Linked DNA regions of Mus musculus: region 2 is linked to region 1. The links are chromatin contacts, called in public promoter capture Hi-C maps. All regions are on one chromosome and are shown on one strand. The core of a region is the stretch at or near the end of the contact, and the rest is flanking DNA. Distances in the headings are between cores, read along the strand shown.

Evidence for each region. Promoter capture Hi-C pulls out the DNA fragments that hold promoters and counts their contacts.
Region 2: a contact with region 1 is called in a promoter capture Hi-C map of pre-B cells, with 2.0 times the contacts expected there. The contact joins the promoter of Zfp207 here to the promoter of Evi2a in region 1. A contact is called at or near these places in 2 of 39 promoter capture datasets (liver and pre-B cells) and 1 of 9 other capture datasets (adipose tissue).

Annotation. Positions count from the first base shown.
Region 1 is chr11:79,529,315-79,531,890 of GRCm38.p6, reverse strand. It overlaps Evi2a (ecotropic viral integration site 2a), which reads left to right and starts at 1,282. Exons shown (of 2, transcript NM_010161.3): 1 at 1,282-1,522. The region is part of intron 36 of Nf1 (neurofibromin 1); the gene reads right to left. Evi2 (ecotropic viral integration site 2) reads left to right here and starts at 1,282. Exons shown (of 4, transcript NM_146023.4): 1 at 1,282-1,522.
Region 2 is chr11:80,381,997-80,384,572 of GRCm38.p6, reverse strand. Zfp207 (zinc finger protein 207) reads right to left here and starts at 1,294. Exons shown (of 12, transcript NM_001130169.1): 1 at 1,078-1,294. The coding sequence starts at 1,118.

The sequences.
Region 1 (2,576 bases), core at 33-2,532:
TTTAGTAAGAATCAAGGAGGCTGTGGCATTGGTCAGTTGACCGAGTACTTGCCTAGTGGATGTATGAAAGCTTAGGTGCAATTCCTAGCGCTCAGATGGATGTGGTGATAAAAGCCTGTGATCCCAGCACATGGGAGCAAGGCAAGATGACCATAAAGGCAAGGTCGTCCTCAGCTCCATATTGAGTTCTAGGCCAGTTTCAACTCCACAAGAAGCTGTTTCAGGCTGCTCTTTATTGAAGGAAAATGGAGGAGCAGTGGATCTGGGAAAGAGGAGGTACGGGGCAGACTGAGGAGAGGAGGGAGGGGAAGCTGTGGTTGGGATGGACTGTGAGAGGAGATTTAAAAAAAAAAGGAAAACCAGCAAAACCCAAAAATATTCAAAGCTACCATGGGCAACTTAATAAACTTGACTCAAAATAAAAAGGAGGGGAGGTGTGAAAGACTTGGCTCAGCAGGTGCTGGTCATGCAAACCTGGTGACATCAAAACCTACATAAAGGTAGGCGTAGATAACTGCGATCAGTCCCAGTGACACCATAAAAATAAATAAAAATTTAAATTATATAAATTAAAAGTGGTCATCTTTTTAAGGAGATGAGAAAGTGTCTAATGATCCCTGGAGATTAGTGTGGTGCTCATTCAGAAAAAGGGAGGAGATGATCAAAGACAGCGTTAGAGATGCGTGACATGTGTGGGGCTAGTGAGGAAACAAGCACCTCAGAAAACCTGAAGGGAGGATCGTAGTGAGACAGGATCAGAGGGGATCTGCTGTGACCCAGGCTTCGGTACGATCAGCAGAACCAAGGAGATCATCAGAGGAGTCTATCTGATTTCACACAAAACCGTGTAATCCATCCCGGACGAACAGACGTGTCTAATCTGAGGCAATGACACAACTGCACACACCACACCCTACAAGCATTCTCTGGCCCAAATTCTGCTCAGATCACTGCTGCAGTTCGCAGCTTGAAACGGCAGTGATGTGTGTGATCTTCCTAGCTGACAAACACCTCCACGGACTCGGTGATCCTCCTAGCTGACAAACACCTCCAAGGACCCCACATTTATGTTTTCAAATCAGTCTGTGATATAAAATTAGAAAAGTGATTTTAATGCCACACTAAAGATGCCATCATGTAATTTCCATTGAATAATACTAATTTCAAAAGCAGATAGTAGGCATAAACAATAAGCCATAGGTGGGAGAGAAAAGGGGGAAGGGGAAGGAAAGAGGAAAGCCCTCCCCATTCAGGGGGTGGAGACTGGCGCTACAAAGCCTCTTGTCATCCCATTGCCAGCTGGACAAGTCAGTCTTTGCTTTCCCCGTGACATGTAGTTGAGTTGCAGCGGAAAGGAAATGTGTCATCTGTGGTTTGGTTTTAAGAGTGGAAAGCTAGCTGTACATATCCTCTTTAAAAAACCCTGCAGATTTAAGTTTCACAGTCTCCAAAGTATTCTACTTAAAATAAGAAGAGCAGAACTGAGGTGGCTTACGAAGTGACGGCTGGGCGAGCTCTGAAGGTAGGTAGCACATGCGGCTCTCTTACTCCTCCCACTTATAACTGTTCAGGTTAGTAGAGAGGAAGGGCTTTTTCAAAGGTATATACATATATCTAACAATGTAGAATCGCTATGTGTTTTCTATTCCACTATGAAAAATTAAGTAAACAGCATAATCAATTAGATCTAGGAAAAATTTATAATTATTAATATGGAATTTAAATCAGGATGAGGAAGGTCTTGAGTTTGTACTCAAATGAGTTGAAAAGCTTTGAGTTGTTGTTGTTGTTTTGTTTTTAAATTAAGGAAATACATTCTCATTACTGCAGCTGAGGAATGACCTATCTGACTAAAAATAATGAGACAAAACCAAAACCAGAAAATCAAAACTTTGCTAAGCCAACTTGGCCTCTGGGGCATAAAATAGAGATGTAGGAACAGTTTCTGTTCTCAGGCAATTGTGAGCAAAGAGAGAGTCTGATGGTGCCAACAGCTTGTTTACTAGGGCATGACAGCACATCTGGCTGAAGACAACCAACAGCAGATCTATTATGTTGTCCTGTGGTACACGGCTAGCGTGTACAACACTGTGATGTATACAGCACTGTGAATGAACTAATGTGATTAAAATCACCTACATTAAGTCATTTAACACTGACTGCATAAGTCTACTCTGGTAGGAAAGGACGGACACTTCTTACTAAATCAATTTAAAGTGCTTTTTTTTTTGGTATGTGACTGACGTATAAAGTATCGTGAGAATCCTACCATCCAACTTGAAGATGAAGCGGAATACTATCGCACAAAAGCCAGTGCAGTTGATCTTTAAGCATCTACCAACAGTCATAATCTCAATAGTGATCGGACCCCAGAGCACTGGGGGCTCCCCTCTCCACTCTGCGTATAAGATATGAATCAAACTGTAGTTTCTAACTAGCATCATTTACTATATGCTATTTTTGTCTGTGCAACTTAGCATATCTCAACTGTTAATCTCAACTTCTGTGCTTTATTAGCATTTCGATATTGTCGAATGCCAGAGATTATACCATAGTAAACCTCCCTGGCTCAAGTG
Region 2 (2,576 bases), core at 45-2,544, 850 kb before region 1:
TTTATTCTGAGTGCCAGGTCAGACAGCAAGACTAACTCAAAATATTTCTTTTCAAAAGAAAAGGCAACTTCAAACTGGGCAGTGGTGATCCATGCCTTCAATCCCAGCACTGGGGAAGCAGAGACAGGCGGAGGCCAGCCTGGTGGACAGAGCAATTTCCAGACAACCAGACCCCCAATCCCAAATAAAAAGACAGAGGGGGGGGGGAGGCAATTTCACAATTCATTAAATATACAATAGAGTTGAAACTGGGAATTCATAATCCATTATACAACTCATGACAAAGGGCACATTCAACTAAGAATCCATAAAATTTCTTCCAGTTTCATTATTAATCTATGCATTCAGGAAATGTAAATTCGCATATACTAAGAGTTCTGACCTCGCAAGACTTTTTCTGTGAGTGCATTAAATAATTCGTGACGGATTTTTAGCTACTTAACTATTTTAAAAACAAATTTGTCTTGAGACAAATAGTTTTCTTGTAATAGATTAAAAAAAATCAGTTTAGCGTAATACGTTATCCACAAAAAAAAAAAAAAAAAAAAAAGAGAGAAAATTGTTTTCCTTCTTAACAGTTTAACCAGTCCTACAAAATTGGGTAACGATAATAGAAACTCCACCCAGTTAAGCAACCGCTTCCCCAAGATTAAGGCGCCCGAAAGAGAGGCGGAAGCCGATTCTTCACCGCGAGGGGGGGGGGGCTAGTCACAGTTCAATTATCCAGGGAGTCAGGACATTTACCCCAAACTCAAGTCCCTTTGTGGGGTCTTCAACGAAACAACGGAGACAGGAGTTCTTAGGGACGACTGCACTTGGGGAACGTCTCCAGGCCCAATGATCGCGACAAACAAGCGCCTGAGTCACCGAGTTCAGCGCCACCAAACTCCGGAGCCCTCTCGCCCGAAGAACCCCATTTTACAAGAAACCACCCCAAATCCTAACCCAGCCACAGCACAAAGGCTCGGCTGGGCCCGGCCGGGCCCTACCAAACAGGCTTAACCCAAACCTATCAGACTTGTGTTCTCAAGAAGCGACACCCACGCTCGGCCTCCACGTCAACCCCACAAAGGATACCAGCACCACGGCTTGAGCTGCTTCTTCTTCTTGCGACCCATAACTGCGCCCTACAGAACAGGCAGAATAGAGGCGGAAAGAAGCTGGAAAAAACAAAAAACAAAAAACCCAAGAGACTCGCAGAGTTCTCCACACCAACCGCCACCAGCGCGTCCCGCAGGAAACAGACACAAAATGGCCGACACCCTCGTTCTATCTCCACCTCCCATCAGCCACCGCGGTGAGAGCTGTGCGGGTCACGTGACGCAGGCTTCGGCCCTGAGTGGCTGAGCGGGCGCTGCCGCCATCTTAATGGGGTTAAGTGGTGGTGGCGCTCCCGGGCTGAGGACGCTGATCCTTTAGAGCTTGGGTCATCCAGTACGTCGGCTATCCCGTATGCAAATTGAAGGGAGGAAAAGATTAGGAGTATAATTAAGGATAGATTACAAATAAATAAAGATAATTGGGACATGGTCAATTTGGGTTTTGTTTTGTTTTGTTTTTTGCTGTTGTGTGTTTTGCTTTTATTTTTTGAGATGGGTCTCTTCATAGCCCTGCTGATAGAGGAAATGACCAAGCTGGCCTCAAACTCAAAGATGCGCCTGCTTCTGCCTGCCAGCGACTGTTTGGGATTAAAGGCACACGCCCGGATTGCGACCTGGTCAATTTTTAAATCTTGTTTCAGTTGCCTTTCGGGAGTGGGGCGTATATGGTCAAGGAAGAGTTACCGTTTTTTTTTTCAGTGAACCACAGTCTAGGAAGCAGTATGGGTGAGATCAGCAGTAGCGATAAGGGAAATGTGAAGTGCTTCAGAATCGCAAAAAGGCAATCCTTAAGCGGCTTCGGAGAACATAGGAATGTTTAGAAAGATGAAAGAAGATGCAGTGGGAGAAAGCTTAAGTTATCTTATTACCTGGGTCTTGTGTCTGTTGTCCCAGCACTCAGAAGGCCAAGACAGAAAATGCTATGAGGCTAAGACTTAGAGGCTAGCCTGGAGAACAAAGCCTGATCTTGTCTTTGAATAAAAAAAAAAAAATTTTTTTTTTAAAATGCAGTGAGCCAAGCATGGATGGTGCATGCCTTTAATCCCAGCACTCAAAAGGCTGAGGCTGGTGGATCTGAATGTATAGCCAGGTTCCTGCCTACATAGAACATTCAGGGTTATGTAGAGAAACCTTGTATCGAAGTTTTAATTACTGATAAAATGCAGTGTTTGAGGATTTGAACTTAAAAGTAACAAGACAGGAAAAGTGTTGCTGGCAAAAGATAATCCTGGAAAATGTGGCAAGGAAGAGTGTAAGAGAATTGGATATTGTATATGCTGAAGTCTCTTGAAACCACAGAAAGGTTCGCAAACAAAAAATGTTGGTGGAACATGCCTGCAATCAGGGAATTCCAGGAGGCTGAGGCTGGAGTTAAAGGTCTAACCTCAGTTACATAGTGAATTAAATAATGCCTGGGATACATGAAACTTCATTTAAAAGTAAGATTGAGGGGCCTGGAGAGATGGCTCAGCTGTT